Linked DNA regions of Mus musculus: region 2 is linked to region 1. Evidence: chromatin contacts called from public Hi-C data. All regions are on one chromosome and are shown on one strand. Each heading gives the region's core, a stretch centred on a gene start, on an enhancer-like site or on the middle of the called end of the contact. The rest is flanking DNA. Distances are from core to core; before and after follow the strand shown.

The links. A called contact is a pair of places that touch in the nucleus more often than the background predicts.
Region 2: a contact with region 1 is called in a Hi-C map of cortical neurons, with 1.8 times the contacts expected there. The contact joins two enhancer-like sites. A contact is called at or near these places in 2 of 484 Hi-C or Micro-C datasets (both in cortical neurons) and 3 of 115 datasets of contacts at active chromatin or transcription factors (embryonic basal ganglia, embryonic forebrain and forebrain).

The regions. Positions count from the first base shown.
Region 1 is chr14:77,172,331-77,176,709 of GRCm38.p6, reverse strand. All of the region lies in intron 1 of Enox1 (ecto-NOX disulfide-thiol exchanger 1), which reads right to left. Among named protein-coding and RNA genes, the nearest start is that of Enox1, 18 kb to the right of the region's middle. Within about 2 kb of position 2,394, at least 21 of the 459 cell types and tissues checked have an H3K27ac peak or open chromatin away from gene starts, as enhancers often do. A contact at or near this core is called in cortical neurons, where this site is marked.
Region 2 is chr14:77,578,892-77,583,270 of GRCm38.p6, reverse strand. Enox1 (ecto-NOX disulfide-thiol exchanger 1) reads right to left here. Exons shown (of 19, transcript NM_172813.3): 9 at 4,101-4,307; 10 at 642-875. Among named protein-coding and RNA genes, the nearest start is that of Gm52115, 16 kb to the left of the region's middle. Within about 2 kb of position 2,195, at least 61 of the 459 cell types and tissues checked have an H3K27ac peak or open chromatin away from gene starts, as enhancers often do. A contact at or near this core is called in cortical neurons, where this site is marked.

The DNA.
Region 1 (4,379 bases), core at 1,145-3,644:
TGAGACTCTCTTGGAACAGAGGAAGAGAAAGTTCTTTCATTTGATCAAGACCTCAGTCGCACACCCTGAGGAAGCATACCAGAAGACACACATCATGCCAGCCTTCACCCAGCCCATCGGGCCCCAGAACAACAGGGCAATGCATATGCCTCACGCATCCATGAGATATGTTTCCGTGCACTAATCTCTAAGCAAAGCATAAACAAGGAAGCAGTGGTGGGCTCATAGTTCATGAGGATTTTCATGTACCTACAAAAATGATGTTCCAGTACCAATGTTCCCATTGCTCGCTGGTGCAAAATAGACTTATTTGGTTTTTGTGGGGTGTGTGCACGCGCGCATGTGTGTGTGTGTGTGTGTGTGTACATATCCATATGGATATGAGTATTTGTGCATGTGATATGCATGTGGAGGCCAGAGATGGATGTCAAACGTCTTCCTCAATTGCCGCTCACCTTTTTTTTGGGGGGGGGGGTGCGGTTCTTTTCGACATAGGGTTTCTCTGTGTAGTCCTGGCTGTCCTGGAACTCACTCTGTAGACCAAGATGGCCTCGAACTCAGGAATCCACCTGCCTCTGCCTCCCAAGTGCTGGGATTAAAGGTGTCCGCCATCACTGCCCAGCTTATTTTTTGAGGCAGGGTTTCTCATGCAACCTGGAGCTCAATGATTTGGCTGGGCTGACTGGTCAATGGCTCTAGGGATATATATATTTAATAAATATATAAATAAATATATATTTAATAAATATATTTATTCTTATATCCAGTGCTGAGGTTACAAACATGTGTTTCCAAGCCCAGCTTCAATACGGCTTCTGTGGACCCAAACTCAGTATCTCATGCTTGTTCAGTAGGTTCTTTACTGACAGAGTCATCCCTGGGGGGCCACGGATACTTATGTTCTAAATAAGTAGACACAGACAAGGTCAAGCTGGGACTAATCAAAACCCCTGCAGAAGTTGAATGAACCTCCTCACTGGACAGAAGGATGTTCTTATTAACTTAAGTTCTCACTTAAAGGAAGATGAGGCTGTTCCAGTGACATGTCCTGGTAGGCTCGACATGTCCTGGTAGGCTCGTTGGCCCGTCAGCTGTGTGCAGCATCTCAGCTCACCCATAGAGATTCACGCTTTCCTGGTGCCAAAATGAATACCTCTCTTGGGGAGAAAAAAAAAGCGCCCAATTGAAAATAACTCTCTAAATCTGCAACCTTTCAATAGAGCTGAAGTGCACTTCACCAGCACAGTGCATGGGCATCTTGAATTAGCAGAGAACTATTTTTAACACATGAAGGATGCGATTTGAAATTAGTTTCACGGGGGAGTGAGAACCTTGGAGATTATTTACTTTGCCTTAATTACTCTGACTCACCATTAATTTGGCTTTCCTGGGGTACTAAAGATTTCACGCTAAGATTTGGAGACTATAAAGGGATGTGGGCACAAACTTGGAGCTTTGGGGGTTTGCAACCGCATCTTTGATAACAAGAGGAGGATGGACCCGTCGGACACCAAAGCTCACTCAAGCACATGATGCTCAGTGACAAGCTCTGGTGGTGTCCCCATGTCACTTTATCACTGGGACCAGAAGCGGTGCCCTGGAGCACGCTGGACGCTCAACTTTATTCTGCATCTATTTTGCTGGCTTTTGTTAAAGACAACAGCATCATCGTTTGCCCACGGCTATTCCCAGCAACTGGCTAAAGGGGTAGGCAGCAGCTGTCTCAGGCTCTGGAGGGGAAGTGCAAAGCATGCATTAAAGGAAAGTTTCTTAGGATCAGTGCAGTTGGCCAAGGGAGTCTGTCTGTTCTCAATAGAGGCGGACCAAGGAAACACTCACTACAAGCAAACACTCTGTAATGGGTTCATTAGGGCGTCAGTGGGAAAGAATGCACTCAGCAGCCCCCTAAAGCACTTAACAGTGAGCAGGGTCTGCCACGCACAGCACTTGCCAAAGCTCTGTGCTCTCCCCCGTGGCTCAGAATCAGCTGTCCACTGGCAGAGACCACGACGACGCAGGCAGTGTGTAGCGGCCAGCAGGCGCCTGTGGAGAACGATGCGCTTGCTGCCAGATGCAATCCGAGACTCACCAGGACCACTCAATCTGTCAGTGCCCTCCAGCTCCACCTGGCATCCAGCGATTAGAGAAGGAGCAGGCGAGGGAGGCCAAGAGAGCTGGGGCACAGCTCTCGGCCCATGTTGGCAAAGAACTCTTCCATGTTCTAAATGTCAGAGGGCCTGGGTGTGTTGTGAAACTGCTTGAAGCCATTCTTCTTCTTCACCGGATCCTTCTCTTTTCCTCCATATATGCATTTGCCTCTCCTAGGCTGCCCTTTATGCATAAACCATGCTGTTCTCTGTCTCATTCTGATTGAGTTGTTTGATACACTAAATCCACGTCATCCTAACATACTTGAGCCAATTAAAAACGGCAGACAAGTGCAAACACCTTTCAAACTCTACCATCCTCTACCTTGTAATCAAATTTTCTGTCACGGAGGTGAGCGTGCTCCCATGATAAACCTTTCTCGTTTGGCAATTATTAGTATTTCTTTAGCATATTTATAGTTTTGAAACACCTGTGCATCTATCATATCCCCCTTATCTTGTCTGTTTGCATTCCTTGGCCTCTTTCCATATTCTTGCCTATAAAAAGTCACAACTCAGAGTCAATGTCTGCAGGCGAGGCTCTTCCCTTCTCTGCTGAGCTGACTTCCTTGTCTCCTGTCTATGGTAGATGACATTCGAGCCTTTGGCAACACCAAACATTTCGATAGCAGTTCTCAGGTGGATCTTTCCACTGCTGCATTTTTAGCTTAAAACTCAATATTGTATTCCTCTCTCTGCCATCAGTTAGGATGCAAGAAAGCGGGATGTGATTAGTAGCGTCAATTTGAAAGTTAAAGGGGCACCGTGGAACACAACACTAGAAGAAAGAACTCACACACCCACTTCCTCTGCTTAGCAGCAATGAAGGCAGCCATGTTCCAACACATGATGGACCTTTGAGGAACACTCAAAATTCAAATTACCGCAGTAGAATTTTTCTTTCTTTCTTTTTAAAATATTTTTATTAGGTATTTTCCTCATTTACATTTCCAAAGCTATCCCAAAAAGTCCCCCATACCCTCCCCCCACACTCCCCTACCCACCCACTCCCACTTTTTGGCCCTGGCATTCCCCTGTACTGGGGCATATAAAGTTTGCAAGTACAATGGGCCTCTCTTTCCAGTGATGGCCAACTAGGCCATCTTTTGATACATATGCAGCTAGAGTCAAGAGCTCTGGGGTACTGGTTAGTTCATAATGTTGTTCCACCTATAGGGTTGCAGACCCCTTTAGCTCCTTGGGTACTTTCTCTAGCTCCTCCATTGGGGGCCCTGTGATCCATCCGATAGCTGACTGTGAGCATCCACTTTGGAATTTTTCAATAGGTTATCATTATTAGGCTAGTTTGGCACAAGAATTGTTTCTTACCATGAAAGTCATCCTAGTTAGAGTTACTTTTGCTGCAATGAAACACCATGGCCAAAACCAGGTTGGAAAGGATAGGGTTTATTTGGCTTACACTTCTGATCACTGTTCATCATCAAAGTAAGTCAGGACAGGAACTCAAGCAGGGTAGGAACCTGGAAGCAAGAGCTGATGCAGAGGCTATGGAGGGGTGCTACTTACTGGCTTGCTCCTCAAGCCAGCCTGTATTCTTACAGAACCCAGGAGCACCTGCTCAGGAATAGTTCCACACACAATGAGCTGGGCCATCCCCCATTAATCATTAATTATGAAAATACCCTAAGGCTTACCTACAGCCCAATCTTATGGTGATATTTTCTCAATTGCGGTTCCCTCCTCTCCAGTTACTCTATCTTGTGTCAAGTTGACATAAAATTAGCCAGCACAAAAAGTATCCAGTATTCAATCATTAAAAATATAAATATTATAAATGTTATACACAACATCTGAAATGAAACAATGCCTAGATTTTATTAGGGAAGAAAACCCCAGAAGACTGTAGACTAACATATAAAGCAAAATCCCATTTGTTTACAATGTTATTTGTATGTAGTGTTTTTATGGGGATACACTCCCCACACCCCACCCACTCCCACTCACCTCCACACAGCAGAGTCAGAGGCACTCACTTTTCTAAAGCGTCAACAATGGGCTGTCTCTGGGGTTTCTGAGGAATGGTCTATTCTTCCCGCATCTTCTATAGTATTTGATTTGATTTGATAAAGGCATGCATTTTGTGAGGGGAAAATTAAACTTAAAAATAACCTGGCTATTTATTGATTCTGTCTGCATGACAAAATAAATGGACAGCTTTGCCTCCAAAATCCCGATAAACTTAAATGTTCCAGAAGAAAAAAAAAACAAAAA
Region 2 (4,379 bases), core at 946-3,445, 410 kb before region 1:
ATAGTCATATAAAACAGATATCATTCAGCTCATTCATTTGGTCTCTAGTAGCCCTAGACCCCAACACAGGCATATATGTGTGCATCTCCTCGCCTCCATACATACACTAATTTCAAAACCTGCCTTCCTGGTCATCACTGAAGTTCAGCAGGTCTAATCCTTATTTCTTTGGATCCTTTATTTTCTTCACTCTCCAACCCAGGGAAGGCCCCGGCAAAAATTAAGGACTTACTTTTTCTATTGTTACTCATCTGTAGGTGTGAGAAGGTTCCTTCGACTCCACCTCTAGGACAGGGGACCTGTCTACATTTCTCTTTTCTCTTCTACAAACCCTAGACATCGTGTGTAAGATGTCTTGGAAACACTTTCAGTGTCTGGTAGAACTACATGGTCCACAGAACTCAGAGAGCACTAGACAAGGTCAACTTCTCGGTGAGGCCACTGCCCTGACTCACTAAGCACCTCCTGGGGACCACAGGCTGCTGCTGGCATTGCAGAGGCCCACCCCCACCCCCACCCCACCCCCGCCCTTCCGACCTTCATACAGGAGAGCCTGACTAAGCAATGGCTCTGTCCCTAGCCCGATGATGGAACCCAGAGGTCTGCAGATCCTAGCTCGCCCCCCCCCACACCCCCTTTACCTTTCAGTTTGTCAGCCAGCAGGGCAGCTTCGTGCTCCGAGTAGTGCATGATGGCCGGCGGCGAGGGAGGCCGCAGCCTGTCCTCTTCCAGTTTGCGTCGATGCCGCTCCTCCCGGGCGCGCATCCTTTGCTTGCATTCCCACTCATAGAAGTCATCCCTGGCCTGAGCAAAATCCACGTGCAGGCGGCCGGAATCCTTTTTATCCGTGCTCGACCCTAATCGCATTCTGTAACCTAGAAGCAGTGGAAAGCCAGGTCACCTCCAGTCAGGGGACACATTTCCCACAAGCTAAGCAACTGTGCCTCAGGAGAGAAGATACCTTTTTGTCTCTGGGGGATGGGAAGCAGGTATCCTTTTAAAGACTTAATCATTAAGCACAGATGTGGAGGTAAATATACCTCCCTTCCCCCCCCCCCCCACGTTACTTTCCCAGAGGGACCCTCACAGTGCTCCTGTTGCACCATTAACCGAGCACTAAATCCTGGCCACGCCTTCCTCCCTTTGGCTTGGGGGGGGGGTCGGGGGGGGGTCTGTCTTGCTTTTTGTTTTCAATGTTCTATAACTCTATTGCATGTGCACTCTTAAAAATTCTTTTTCAAAGAGGCAGGGTATGAGTAAATACAGAACATCCATGATATTTGAAGGGGCCCGGAAAGTAAATTTCAGAACTTTACTCGGAGCCTATTGCTCATTCCCCTAGCAAACACTGCCGCTCTGGTTTTTTTCTCTGCCGCTACCAAAGCCACAATTACCCAGGCAATTTTGCAATGTTGTTTTATTCCCACTTATCCTCTGGGGCATGCGGGAGAATATGTTACCTTCAATCAAGAGGCCCCACAGTACCTCATCCAGCCTGCACGACCACACAAATTATCTGTGCAGTCTTTGAAGGCCACAATAGGCTTGTGCAAGGGCCCAAAGTTAGGCCAGAAAGGAAAAGGGGGGGAGGGGGGAACCTTTAGGGGGAAGGGAGGACTTACTGAGCACTACCTATCTTATAGTGATTGGGGATGAGGGGGGAGAGAGGTCGTGAGGGGTCAACACAGGACTGGATGCTGCCAGCCAGCCTAACTTCAAATTTAGAAGAATTGAAAGCACAGCACGGTGATTGATTCTTCAGTTTGGAGTACTCAGATTTTCACAACATCAATTCAGGTCTTAGCAGGAGCATATCTGGGAGGGGGGGCTGCTAGAGAAAGGGAGCAAAAATAAGCACCTCTGCTTTGCAAGGGATTTGCAGATGAGCTGCACTTGGGAAGAGCTAGGCTGTGCTGTGCTGCCTGCACCTTGTCCTGGACCATTTCAATCCTTACCCAGTAGGATTTGAGTTAAAGCCCAGTCACAAATCCCCATGGAAGCTGGCTTTTCCCCCAGCAGGGCACTTTACACTTTTTAAAAAGTTACAAATGTGCTTGCTACAGATCTCATCAGACTGAACTCTCTTCCAGGTTTCAACAGGATGGTGGAAACAAAACAGTACCCATCTTGGGTGCAAACAGCCGCCCACACGTGAACAGAATTAGTGCTGACTTGGTGGTGGGCTGTGGAAAGTGACGTCAGCAGGCTGTGTCCTGGCCAGCTGTCTGAGTTGGTCGGAACAACTTTCTCTGCTCATATTCCAGAGAACCGGCTCTCTAAAACCTTTCTGGTCCTCTTTCATCAGAGCTTCATCATTACAGCATTAAAAGACTCTGATGAGGCTGAGGCTAAACTTAGCCTGGCCCTCAAATGTGAAAGTGCTCCTAAAATTAGGCTTTCCAGCTGGGCTTGCTGGAGATTACAGGGGTGGTGGTGGTGGTAACCTTCTCTCCTTCCTGTCCCTTCCCCCAACAGCTTGGGTTTCAGACTGTCTCAGCTGCAGAGACCACCCTAGCAAAGCTGGAGACTTCTCTGCACTGAGGCAGTGAAAGGCTTGAAGTGGGTGGAGCCTGTGTTTCCTCCCGATTCAAAAGAGCTACCAAGAAGCGTCAGAGTTTGTCTAGTCTCTATTTCCCTCCATATGTCTATATATTTGGCACTGTTCATCTTTGTTAGCGTCTTCGAAGTTTTCTGTTTGGTCTTAAAGTTGGCTTGTGTTAGTGTTTTAAAGGACATTCGCCTACTCGATTCTTCAGTCACGCAGGGTGAAGTTAGTGTCTTAGCATTGAGTAATAGTTTGATTGACTATAGTGACTAAGAACCCAGATTTCCAGGCAGGCACTGACAGAAAGAACCATCTGTCCTTTATCCTGACCGGGTTTGTTTTGTTAAGAACAGTCTGACACTCAGAGATCCCCACAGTGTGCTTCATACACACGTGATCGACCTCACCTAGGAGTCCTGCTGGTAAACCGACTATTCCACCCACAGGTGGAAGTAGTATGACAATTTATCTGGGTTAGGGAGATGGAAAGCCACGCCCTCCTCTCTCCAGGAGATGGGTGCCACTGTGCGTGTGGTAAAATATCTTTATTCATTTCCACTGTGGAATGTCCAGACTTTATGTTTCTCGTTGAGAGCTTAAGTACAGTAAGGGATTTAACATTCTCTGGATCCCCGTCTTGGGCAAGGTCTCTGAGGTACTGGGATAACCTCAACCTGTCAGGGGTTCACACAGAATGAAAGGCAATGGAGACTGGCTGCAGACATCAGGAAAACCTGGGGGTGGAGCCCAGGTTTCACTTGATTCTTTCCCACCCCAGGGGGGGGGGGTTACCTTTGCTCTGAGTTAGGTAGGCAGTCTGCAGGGTGGCAGATGGCACTAATGTCGCTGGAGGAGCAGCAAAGGGCAGGGAGGGTAACCTAAAACTAAATACTTCCAAAGTACCACGGTAACATTAGCCTCGGTGTCCTTTGGTTTGACTGAGGCTTCCGTGCACCTAGTCAGACTTTTCCTATAGAAACCCAGAAAGCTGAAGGCAGCACTAGGCTTCCTTTTCACATGTGTAAACTTCTCCTAAAGCCTGGTCCTCCGGATAATGATGGTAGAGCAGGCAGCTGTGTGTGAGGACAGAGGGCCTGTCACAGGCCCAGGAACACATTCCCTGCAAGAAGGGGATCTTGCTTCCCCCCACACCCCCCCACACCCCGGGGTGAAGATTGGAAATGCACTTTTAAGAAACTGAAATTATTCTGAGAGAGTACTTTACTCCCCCCCAGAGGATTACATCCAATAATAATAATGGTCCTCAGTACTCAAAATATTGCTTTTCATCTAATACGCACTTGAGAACATTAATTAGAAACTCTGTGGAATTCCTTGAGACTAGATGGTAGGCAAACCTGCCTGTGGAGAGAGGCACAGGCTTAACAAAGAGCCCCGTGGCAGCCAAGCTGAAAGGTGAATGCCTCCTTCCCCAGCCCCCACGCTACCAGGACTTATTGTGTGTGTATTAAGGCAAAAGGGAAGGAGCTCACAGTAACATCAGAAGACAGAAGACAGGATAGAGAGCAAACCCCCTTTTACTAAAGCAAGGTACCAGAGAGGTAAATGGCTTTGTCAACCATGAATTCCTCGGCAAAGCGAATGTGACAGAAATTCTTCTTGCTCTTTCGGATGGCTGTGATATCTCCACACTGCTCAAAGACTTCTTGAATAATTTCTTCCGTTGCATTTTCTGGTAATCCTCCAACAAACACAGTCTTACACCCTGGAGGTCGTTCTCTTGTGGAAGGAGGTGGAAGATCTAAGATCACAATGAGAAGAGTTTTGTCTTTTTATCGATCGGCTCTTTACCAGGTTCACAGGGCAAAGGTTC